Regions from separate parts of the Arabidopsis thaliana genome. Here region 2 is linked to region 1. A link is a contact called in public ChIA-PET data. All regions are on one chromosome and are shown on one strand. Each heading gives the region's core, a stretch centred on a gene start, on an enhancer-like site or on the middle of the called end of the contact. The rest is flanking DNA. Distances are from core to core; before and after follow the strand shown. Region 1 holds the start of AT5G56040 (Leucine-rich receptor-like protein kinase family protein). Region 2 holds the start of AT5G56160 (Sec14p-like phosphatidylinositol transfer family protein).

Region 1 (6,494 bases), core at 2,936-5,435:
CTGGAAATACGGAAGAATATTTGACCCTTTAATTTACACCTTTCATCACACGTAATATCATCCATTTTATATTATGATCCACAAACAGCAAAGGCCCATTAATCTCATTATATTTTAGATTAATTGATTGCAATTGCCCAACTTCTCCACTCAGCAATGTTAGTTTTAAAGACACATCAAGTTAGTGTATTTTATTTTTAATCTTTCTATAAAAAACAACACTTTGTTTTTGTCTATTTCTTATTCTGTGAAAAAGAGAAATGAAAAAGTAAAAAAGATAACAAAAAGGCTGGTTTTTCACGGTGAGAATTTTTCATGGTCACGCAATAACTTAAATATGAACTATTAAAATAACTAAGATTGAAAAATTAGCATGATCAAAAGAAGAAGAAAAAAAAGACAACATGAAGCGGAAAGGAAAAAAAAGAAAGCTGAAAATCTAATTAACAAGATTGCGGAAAAGGATTAAAGGACGAAGAAAAAGAGTGAAAGGTGAATACATATATAAACTCATATTATATATTTCCAAAACATATTTTTTTGACCAAGAGTTAAATGGTGTGCCTCTTTTAATTTTTAAAACTTAAAAGTAACAAAGTTAACTCTCTAGTCAGTTTAGTTAAGACTAGGGATGTTTTCATGAAATTGAGTTTCAACTGAGTTATGTGTTTTCTTTTAACATATATTTCTCTTATTACATCCTATATAGTTCTCACTTTAGATTGTTGGTTTTTTATCAAGTAAGTTACAAAAGTTATAGATTGCTTTGGTCTCTACAGAGAATGTTAACAATGAAGTACTTGCGATAACTAAAAGAGAGTTACATAACATCAATGAAATGAAGTTAAAAAGAAAGAGTTTTGAGTTTCGATCTAAAAACTAGGATTGAGAAATATCATTTGGTTCTGAAATAATTGGAGGAAAAAAGGTGCAACGAAGGCGAGAGGCAATCCTTTGGTAGAAGGAATGAGAGCACGTGTGGTTGTTGTCATCACAAAAAAGGTCACTATTATGATTTCCCTCTTAAAGCCATATCTCATTATCATTGGCCCCATCTCATTTCACATCATATACATACCTACAAACACAAAATGTCTACTTACATACATTCATGCATATATATCAGTTTTTGTAAATATACACTTTCCTAAATCAATTATACACTACAAACTATATATAATAGGGTTCACACTTGATATGGAGATGTCCCAAATTAGTAATAAAAAGTTTTATCTAACAATATCATCCTATATGTCCTCGACGAAAGAAATCATCATATTCCTATGTGCGTGTGGATTAGTTTTTTTCATAGTTGAAACATTCCATGGCTCATAATCTTCTTCTGTATAATTTCACTAAATGGTACATCACATATATTTGGATTTTGTTTTTCGATTTGAAATGTGTATGAGCTTTGATTATATATTGACTATGTGATTCGTCGTCCACATTAATTTAAGCATGAATCTAATTATTCGCCTTTTCTAAATACTAATATTAGAAAATTTCCTCTTTTTTGGATTGGTTGGTTTTCCATATTATCAGCAAGTATCTAAATGGTTTTCTTACTACAGTGTCTTCGTAGTCGTATGAGTGGTTACAACCAATGGAATTTTATCAACATGGCCACTCATAAGACGTAGCATTATCATGATCAACCATAATATATGTTATATTCATTGGATCGACAAATTAACAAAGAAATAAGTAGTTTTGATCGATGCCCACTTCTTTTCACACTTCTGCCACTACATTCTTGGACTGCTTCTGCTACTAAATACCCCACAGTGGACCAGTTTTTATTATTATAATTGAATTTATAAAATTGATACAGACAAATGCTTGTATATACTTAATTAGCAGAAAGAAAGAAAAAAAACTAAGTAAAAAATTGCCCATCATAATCATCGATCAGATCCACTTAATTAGTAATTTATAACACTCACTTAGTAATATTTATCCTTAGTTGCTTATATATATATCCCTAGACGTATTTTCTATTGCTCTATCATCATGTGGTGAGATCTCTGACCTAATCGAAACGTGATATAGATCCAGATCTTGTTCCATTGTCGTAATCAAGTCTACATCTTTTAATTTATCTTAATTGTTATCATCACTATTAACTTTCTTAAAAGTAAGAAAAACCATCACACTTCATTATAATAAAAACCATCACCCTTCATTGCATACATATGTGAACATGTATAATTTGGAAGCTGCTTAGCTATAACAGTCATTAATTGTCGACGACACTAATTCAAATAACGATAGATGCGATAGACAAAAGAACAATATGGACCATTTAATGATAATCATAAGATTTGAGAAAGAAATCAAAATTTTAACAAGTTTGGAAAATACAGTTGGGTACTTGTCTTTTCTCTTGCATCTTTTGCTGTCTCTTTACTTCCTTCTTGTTTGTTGGTTTTTGGCTTATTGTTTTCCCTTTTATTTTTCCTCTTTATGGACCATATTCATTTAACTCTCCCCACACATGTTCGTCTCTTATTTTAATTTTATTTTGGTATGACTCTCTTATTTATTTATTAAAACTAAACAAATACTCCATAAGTTATAAACCAAAGAAAGAAGTTATAGATCAAGGGTTGACAAAACGTTGGAGCTTAGTCCAAATGATGAAATGCCTCACACGAAATATGTACATACGTCGAATTCAAAGCGTTAGCAAAACTTTTGGTCTTAAAGTTGAGGTCATTTGTACCACGGTGCGCCTGAGAATGATTTAGACACACTAGTACTGTTTATGCAAATGATTTAGTATGTACATTTCATGTAAATGTGGTAGACCCCAAGAGATATTCGTATTTTTGTGAGAAAGAAACTTTGTTACTTGCTTACCATTAATGTAACTCTTTAAAATGAAAGAATATCTGTTGTCTCTAACTTACAACAAAAGTTACATATTACGAAACATATTACATCAATATATGATTAACATCACCAGTTTTTAAGTGAAATTTACGGTAATTAGAGTACACACTATTCCATAATTAAATACCTGCAGAATAAAACCATGTTGTCGAAATGCTTTCTCTCACTTTACTATGTGTATAGATATGCACATGCATAACCATCTCTCTACATATCTATTGATACATATTTAATCTTTTGATTCTACTATGGCATGTGACTTGAGGTGTGGTGTTATATCTTTATATATAATCTTCTTGACCTAATGATGCTTGACCCATGATCTTAATTTTAGTTTACTTTATCTTTTCCATAATCTTTTTGTTTTGTCCAGTTCCTCCTTTTTAATTTTTCTAATCAGTATTCTAAATTTCCAGTCCAAGAAATTGGATCTAAAACACCTTCATCTTAATTCAATATATGTATGAGCAAGTGTATATATGTATATGGATATTAATTAGTATTAGCATACGTATGATATAAACAGATAATTACAGCGAATGAAATGGACCGACAATGCTAGCAGAGATGAGCATTAGTAAATTTAATTAATCTTTCACATAAATTCCTAGCTTTCATGTGCATTTCACACTCTTCAAGATTCCATGTTTCAACTACTAATTTAATAATTTATATATCAGAAATCCAAAGTAGATATCTCCATCTTTCTTTCAGTTATTTACTAATCTCATTTTTACCACTATATAGCCACTTCAGACTCTCCCAAAGTAAACAAAAAAAAAAACAAATAATCACAATCCAAATTATCTAAATGTTTCTTTCGAAGCATTAGAAAACCCCAATTATGTTATGCGTCGTTTATCAATAATAGGTAGTAGTAGTACTACTAGTAGTAGCATTCAACAAATATCATTATTAGTAACTAGAAGTCTAGAAGTCATTATTGATCTGAGTAAACGTTATCTTCCTTTTGTTTCTTAAAAGATAACAATCCAGAAATAACAAATAATAGGGCCAATTCTAACATGTCATTTTCTGAATTTGATAACCTAATTTTCTTAGATGATTTATGACTATGTAATAGTTAGATCTATAGGAGTTTTTTTTTTTTACCATTTATGAATAATATTATCAGCATGCCTCATCTAGAAGCATTTACCACAGATAAATCCACTTACAAGAAAAGGAATAAATATAATTTACCACTCTTTTCATCTATATTTTTATTTAATTTTCAACTTATATAATTCTGTTTTGTTCACAAACAAATAATGGTGAAAAAATAAAGTGACATTGTTTGGAAAATAATAATAAAGGGAAAAAGGTAGAGGTGCTTTTTGGGATCCAGATCTTCCTTTACTACTTCTTCTTCTCTCTCTCTCCTTTGGTTTGCTCTGTTTTTATATATTTCTATAAAATCAAAGTAAAAACCAAATCCATGGGGTTCTTCGCTTCACAATCCCAACGCACCTCTCTCTCTATCTCTCACTTCTTCTTCTTCCTCTCCCTCTTCACCAATGCCACGTAACCCTAGATTCTGCTTCTTCCTCTTCCTTCTTTTTCACTCCTCTCTTTTCTTCTCCATCCCCTGTTTTTCCATAGACGAACAGGGTCTAGCTCTCCTCTCATGGAAATCTCAGTTGAACATCTCCGGAGACGCTTTATCTTCTTGGAAAGCCTCCGAATCGAATCCTTGTCAATGGGTGGGAATCAAATGCAACGAAAGAGGTCAAGTCTCGGAGATACAACTCCAAGTCATGGATTTTCAAGGTCCGTTACCGGCGACGAATCTCCGACAGATAAAGTCTCTGACTTTGCTCAGCTTAACCTCCGTGAATCTCACTGGTTCAATCCCTAAGGAGCTTGGAGACTTGTCGGAGCTAGAAGTTCTTGATTTAGCTGATAATTCTCTCTCTGGTGAAATCCCTGTGGATATCTTCAAGCTCAAGAAACTAAAGATTCTGTCTCTCAACACAAATAATCTCGAAGGTGTGATTCCATCGGAGTTAGGGAATCTCGTTAACCTCATCGAGCTCACTCTCTTCGACAATAAACTCGCCGGAGAGATTCCTAGAACCATCGGAGAACTCAAGAATCTAGAAATCTTCCGTGCAGGTGGTAACAAGAATCTCAGAGGAGAGCTTCCTTGGGAGATTGGTAACTGCGAGAGTCTTGTGACTTTAGGTCTCGCCGAAACAAGTCTCTCCGGTAGACTTCCGGCGTCGATCGGAAACCTGAAAAAGGTTCAGACAATAGCTCTTTACACGTCACTCTTGTCTGGTCCAATCCCTGATGAGATTGGAAACTGCACAGAGCTTCAAAACCTCTACTTGTACCAAAACTCAATCTCTGGATCGATTCCTGTATCAATGGGACGTCTCAAGAAGCTTCAAAGTCTTCTCTTATGGCAAAACAATCTCGTCGGAAAGATCCCTACCGAGCTAGGCACCTGTCCGGAGCTTTTCCTCGTCGATTTATCGGAAAATCTCCTCACCGGAAACATCCCAAGAAGCTTCGGAAACCTTCCAAATCTCCAAGAGCTTCAGCTAAGTGTTAACCAGCTCTCCGGTACAATCCCTGAAGAACTCGCGAATTGCACGAAGTTGACGCATTTAGAGATCGATAACAACCAAATCTCCGGCGAGATTCCGCCGTTGATCGGGAAATTAACAAGCTTGACGATGTTCTTTGCGTGGCAGAATCAGTTAACCGGAATAATTCCAGAGTCTCTTTCTCAATGTCAAGAGCTTCAAGCGATTGATCTCTCCTACAACAATCTCTCTGGTTCGATACCTAATGGAATCTTTGAGATTCGAAACCTCACGAAGCTTCTTCTTCTCTCTAACTACTTATCTGGATTCATACCACCGGATATTGGAAACTGCACGAATCTTTACCGGTTAAGACTCAACGGTAACAGACTCGCGGGGAATATTCCGGCGGAGATTGGGAATCTGAAAAATCTCAACTTCATCGATATAAGTGAGAATCGTCTCATCGGAAACATTCCTCCGGAGATCTCCGGTTGTACAAGTCTCGAATTCGTCGATCTACATTCAAACGGTTTAACCGGTGGTTTACCCGGTACACTTCCGAAGAGCTTACAATTCATTGATTTATCCGATAATTCATTAACCGGTTCTCTACCAACCGGAATCGGATCGTTAACCGAACTCACGAAGCTCAATCTCGCGAAGAATCGTTTCTCCGGCGAAATCCCTCGAGAGATATCTTCCTGTCGGAGTCTTCAGCTTCTCAACCTCGGCGACAATGGCTTCACCGGAGAAATCCCTAACGAGTTAGGACGGATCCCGTCTCTTGCGATCTCTCTAAATCTCAGCTGCAATCACTTCACCGGAGAGATCCCGTCGAGATTCTCTAGCCTCACTAATCTCGGAACCCTCGATGTCTCTCACAACAAACTCGCCGGAAACCTAAACGTCTTAGCTGATCTACAGAACCTCGTCTCACTCAACATCTCCTTCAACGAATTCTCAGGCGAGTTACCAAATACTCTGTTTTTCAGGAAACTTCCACTCTCTGTTCTTGAATCAAACAAAGGGCTATTTATTTCGACCCGACCCGAGAATGGGATCCAA
Region 2 (5,917 bases), core at 3,191-5,690, 37 kb after region 1:
TGTACAAGGTGTTAATATATTTCTTCTTGTAGGAGGAAATGATGAGAGGAAAACCGGGATACGAGCACCTAAATGAACCACTTCATATCTTAGTGGAAGCAGAATTACCGATTGAAATAGTCGATGCACGGCTCATGCAAGCTCGGGAAATACTTGACGATCTTCTTACTCCTATGGTTTGTTTTTAGCTCTCCCCCTCCCTTTGATTTTAAACCAGTTATTGTTACAAAGTTTTCACACTCGGTTTCTGTTTTATAGGAGGAAACCCATGATATGTACAAGAAACAACAGCTGCGCGAGCTAGCATTGCTCAATGGAACTCTTCGTGAAGAAGGATCTCCAATGTCCGGTTCTGTTTCTCCTTACAATAGCCTTGGTATGAAGAGAGCCAAAACAAGAGAAGGGTAAAAACCATCGAACAGTTTGGCTGTGATCATAAAGCAATATGAAACCGATCCAAAAGTCGACACAAAAAGGCCATACCACTCTTGACGACACGGTACTGTCTCTTGTCCTTGGGGTAGAAATGTTGTATATATGATTTATGAAATGTGTTTGTCAGTCTATGTATCATTGTCCCGGAGAGAGATCAGATGACAAAATTGCAACGGAAACACAAGAGCTGATGAGTCTCTGTCTCTCTCCGAGACTTTGATTTTGTTTTTGTTTATGTTTTTATGTCTGGAAAGTTGGGTTCCAACAGTTTTCTTTTAAGTTTTTTGTTTATTTGTTGTTTTAGCAAAAAGAAAACATTAAATCATGATGATGGTTTGTGTCTGGTATTGGTAATGATAATAATCATAATATGTTTTGGATACATAAACGTCAAAGTAAAGCTTGTTTCAATATGATATGTGGAATTATGTAAAGCAAATGTTCTGTTCTCGAGTATTTTTCACATTTTTATTACTGGAAGTCGACATTTTCTATTACATGTCAACTCTGTTTTCAACATTGAAAGATTACTTGATTAAACTTTAAACAGATCTATATATTTAAGTAAATCGGTTAGTATACCCATATGTCAATCGGTTTAATGGCCTGTGACCCTTATAACCTAGTTTCTTGTGATGCAAGGTAGCTTTCCTTTACTGTTTTACAAAAAAGGCCTATTCAAAAATTGTTATGTACTTTATATAAAAGATAATTTTAAAATCCTATCGAATTTGGTAAGAGTAACATCTTACATATGAAATCTACCATTCACAAATACTACTTTATTAGTAATATGCAAATGCATAACAATTTTTGTAATGTATAGATTTTATTTGCATATAAGAAAGTGTTTTTCTTTTCATATAAGAAAGTTTTTTAAGAACAAAAGGAACATATGTCAAAAAAAATTGTGATAAGTTTTCCACTTTTCCCTTTTCCCCTTAAGGTACCAAATCTTTGCAATCTGAAATAAATATCATTTTCTTTTGATTTCCTGTTTCTTTTTTGAAAATTTCTTGTTTAATCCTTCTTCTATTTTCTTTTTCCAAATTTGCATAACGTTTCTTATTATGGACAAAAGAGTCAATGGGCTCCGTCAGTAAACGATTGGGCCTTATTATAGCCCATAAGTACAGAATCTAGCTCGCTACGTGGCAAAGCTTCACCGCTCGAAAGAGAGGAATCTATATAAACCGTATCGATGCTAACAAGTTTCATCTTCAAAACAACCCCTTGAGATTTCCGAAGATCATCAAATCCAAAACCCTAGAAACCGAACAAAAGGTAGGTCAAAATTAGCTCCGATAAATCTCGATTTCGATTTGAATCATCGTTACTCTTAGGGTTTATTCGTTTCCCAGTTCTTGATCTTCGTCGTTTGATTCTCTCGCGGTTTTGTTTCCTTGCGTCGATCCATGTGTTTTTTCTGTTATCTTGGTTCTAGAATATTCTCGTACCTACTTCTGATGATTTACCTTTAACTGATGCGTAATTGCTTGATCTGTTTCTGAATTGTTCGTTGATTTTCTCTCTGTTTGATCGAATTCTGATCGGATTGTCTCTTGGGCTTGAGTGTTTGATTTCGAGATTTTTCTGGTTGATTTCTTCAGGAGGTGTATCTTAGGCTAATTATCAAAGCTGATTTGCATAAAGTCTTTCCTTTTAGGATAGCTATGTTCTTGCTCCATATGTTAACTGGTTTTTGCTGTGTACTGCTTTTGCATCTGTACTTGTAGCAGTATAGTAATTTTTTTGATTTGATTTTGTTCCTAGCTAGCAGAAGCTAGGACTATTCAATGGCGTCGAAAAGAATTAACAAAGAGCTTAGGGACTTGCAAAGAGATCCTCCTGTGTCCTGCAGTGCAGGTGAGTGTTTTAATCTATGATATCTACTGTGAAATTTAAAGAACCACTTTGATAGATTCAGTAGATGATGTAGCATTAACCTCAGAATCAGTTTTAGGAGAATGTTTTTTTTTTTGTCCTTAAGATACATTATGAGCTATTTAGATTTTAATGAATTGGTGATGTTATTAGGTCCTACGGGAGATGATATGTTCCAATGGCAAGCAACTATCATGGGTCCAGCAGATAGCCCGTTTGCCGGAGGTGTGTTTCTTGTTACCATTCACTTCCCACCAGATTACCCTTTCAAGCCACCAAAGGTAACAGAAGTTTTTTGTTTTTTGTTATGTTTATTTGTGTAGCTTAATGAATTTGTTCATCCACACCATTATGATTTAGAGAGAGTGTTCAATCAAGTAGGCTTTTTGTGGCAATAAACCTTCATTGTTTATGATGCAGGTTGCCTTCCGGACCAAGGTTTATCACCCAAACATCAACAGTAATGGAAGTATCTGTCTTGACATTCTGAAAGAGCAGTGGAGCCCTGCACTTACCGTATCCAAGGTGATCAAATTGTTTCACTTCCTTACTTTTTAGTATAGCATTAGTCTATTTTCCACCACACCTTCTTGTGACCATGTCTTAGTTAAATGGTCATGTCTTAGTTCGTTCTCTGATGTGATTATCTTCTTTGACCAACCTCTCTTTACATTGGTTTTATGAACAAACAACATCGCAATCCCTTGGATATAGTCAAGGCCATTATCATAAAAGATTGAGCTCTGTTATTTGTACCCTTGTCTAAATGCTGTGATATGGATTAGTCAAGTAAATTCTAGTTATCTCTTTTAATAGGAGTGTTACATTATGTTATAATGTTTAAAGGCCTTCATTATCGCTGTTGATGACATGTTATCTAGATTTAATTTGTTTAATGACTCTCATTAGCGAGACAATGATAATCTTTTATTTGCATATAAGCTGAAGAACTAAAGTTGGTGGTGCAATTTCCGCAGGTTCTTCTGTCGATATGCTCATTGCTGACGGATCCAAACCCTGACGATCCTTTGGTTCCTGAAATAGCGCACATCTACAAGACAGACCGAGTCAAGTACGAGTCCACAGCTCAATCCTGGACTCAGAAGTATGCAATGGGATGATAACAAGCAATAATACCCACCACCAGTACATTGCGTATTAAACAGGAGAAATAAGAAAGAAAGAAAAAAACTCAGTTTGGCTTTTACTTTGGCTACTTTTGCTTATTAGTTTTTTTTTTTTAATTATATCTTGAAGCTGTGTGTTGGGTGTGTACATGAGCTTTATGCCTTATTTGAAACATTGAGATCTTGCAAATGCTTTTAAGCCAATAATCCGCTATCATGATGAGTCCCTTGCTAGTAGTGTAGAAGAATATCACATAAGTTTGCAGATAATAAAACATTTGCGCATAATAGTGATTGTGAAATTAGATTGGAGTTGGACCAACACATTTTGGTGATCGTGACAAGTTTATACGGTGTTAGATTCCTATTGGCAAACTACTATAAAAGTCTTGAGAATAGAATAACAACTGAATATGACTATTGACTTGATCCATTTGTACGGTTTTCTCTTTCTTTTTTATTTGAAAATTTCAAATTGGGTTTGGAACAAGTTATATTTAACTGGTTTACGAATTTAGCTACTTATTCGGTCTTTTTCATAGCTGACAAAGATACATAATGTATATAGCTGTTAAATAAAAAAATGAATTCCGTGTGACTTCACCATTAGAACGCGTTTTTGGTTGGGTGAGGTCTGATGTGCATCAGAAACAAGTGATTATTTGGGGGGAAATAAATAAATTCGAAGAAGAAGTGTTTATAAATTTAAATCAAAATGTTGAATTCGGTTAAGTTTGGTCGACCATACGAAGCTTCAAATATTGATGACATTTAAGAAAGAAACGCATGAGGTAACAGTGTAACTCAACAGTTAATGCGAAATACACGAATACACGCGATGCAAAAACCGCAGAAGAAAACGTGCGCAAGCAATTTATTACCAAATTGATCCCAAAACGACGTCGATTCGATTCACATAAACCAAAACGACGTCGGATTGATGCAATCATATAAAAAAGAAAGGCGTGGAAGGAGTTAATAAAACTTGGAATGAGACATGTCGGCCATTTCATGGTGTTAAGAAAACAGAGCCCTCAAATACTTTTTAAAAAGAAACAGAGTGCACCAAAATCCTCTTAATTTTCTCAAAATTCAAATCTCTCTACAGATCATCTGAGAAATTTTAGATTCTGGAATCTATTTGATTGTCTCTCTCTACAGATCTCTCTGTATATAGAAAGAGGTATAACTGTCTATCGCCATCTTTATCTCCTTGGCTTTTTCTCTCTGTTACAAACTATTCTTCCTATTTTTAGATATCTTCTCTCTTTGTAATTTACCTTTCGTTAAACACTTTAAGGATTCATTAGGGTTTTTGTCGATTTCCTTCTGCATTGCTTTTCCTTCCTTTTGGAGGAATTTTTAGGTCTCGGAGTTTTGATTTCGACCTTTAAATTTTGCTTCAGAGGAGAGATTCTATCCGTTACAGTTCGTGAATTTCGCGTTTGAAGAACTTGAACTTGATTCTGAAGAATGTCAGGTAAATTTTGAGAAGAGATAAAATCGATCAGTGAAATGATTGTGAAATTAGCTTCGTTTTTGATGTATATGGAATATATTGCTACAGGTCGAGAACAAACAGGAGAGAAACTATCAGATTCTGAGTACATAGAAGAAGAGCCACGGCGTTCTAGAATTGGGAATTTGAAGAAGAAGGCTTTTAGTTGTTCAACTAAACTTACACATCCTTTGAAGATGAGAAAAGGCAAACGTAAAATCGATTTCCAGATTCCTTTGATTGAAGATGTTAGAGATGAGAAAGAGGAGAAGCTTGTTTCTAAATTGCGTCAACAACTTCTTCAGAAAGATTTGTTGCCTCCAGTACATGATGATTATCATATGTTGTTGAGGTATGAAATGAGCTACCAAAGTTCCTTCTTTTCTTATATACAACTGGAAAGTTGAAGACTTTTTTATTTGTGTCTCTGTGTAGGTTTCTGAAAACAATGGAATTCAAAATCGAGAAAACTGTCACGGCATGGGAGGAAATGCTTAAATGGAGGAAAGAATTTGGAACCGATCGCATTATACAGGTACGAGATATGGTTTCAGCTGTGGTTTCAGAGTAGTAGCATCTTGCTGTGGAACTAACAACATTTTACAAATTGATAAAATAGGATTTCAATTTCAAAGAGTTGGATGAAGTGACAAGGCACTATCCTCAAGGGTATCATGGAGTTGATAAAGATGGGAGACCTATTTATATCGAGAGACTTGGAAAAGCTCATCCTGGTAAACTTATGGAGGTTACTACTATAGAGCGATACTTGAAGTACCATGTTCAAGAATTCGAGAGGACACTTCAAGAGAAGCTACCTGCGTGTTCAGTTGCAGCTAAGAGACGAGTTACTACAACTACTACAATACTAGATGTTGAAGGCCTGGTATGGTAAACTCATGTAGATGCTTTAAAGGAACCACATGGTTTTTCTTGAATTATAATATTGCTCTTGTGGTTGTTCAGGGTATGA

What was found. ChIA-PET counts read pairs in DNA pulled down with a chosen protein or histone mark.
Region 2: an H3K4me3 ChIA-PET map of shoot shows a contact between it and region 1, with 15 read pairs. The contact joins the promoter of AT5G56160 here to the promoter of AT5G56040 in region 1. A contact is called at or near these places in 4 of 26 Hi-C or Micro-C datasets (callus, leaf, root and 1 more), 1 of 2 datasets of contacts at active chromatin or transcription factors (shoot) and 1 of 3 other capture datasets (seedling).

What each region holds. Positions count from the first base shown.
Region 1 is chr5:22,690,638-22,697,131 of TAIR10.1, forward strand. AT5G56040 (Leucine-rich receptor-like protein kinase family protein) reads left to right here and starts at 4,186. Exons shown (of 2, transcript NM_001037003.2): 1 at 4,186-6,494. The coding sequence starts at 4,413.
Region 2 is chr5:22,727,525-22,733,441 of TAIR10.1, forward strand. AT5G56160 (Sec14p-like phosphatidylinositol transfer family protein) reads left to right here and starts at 4,441. Exons shown (of 15, transcript NM_124998.4): 1 at 4,441-4,629; 2 at 4,853-4,926; 3 at 5,014-5,296; 4 at 5,380-5,479; 5 at 5,564-5,830; 6 at 5,911-5,917. The coding sequence starts at 4,920. UBC30 (ubiquitin-conjugating enzyme 30) reads left to right here and starts at 1,491. Exons shown (of 5, transcript NM_180867.3): 1 at 1,491-1,719; 2 at 2,209-2,301; 3 at 2,473-2,600; 4 at 2,740-2,844; 5 at 3,297-3,791. The coding sequence starts at 2,232. The coding sequence ends at 3,440. AT5G56140 (RNA-binding KH domain-containing protein) reads left to right here. Exons shown (of 7, transcript NM_124996.4): 6 at 33-176; 7 at 259-949. The coding sequence ends at 408.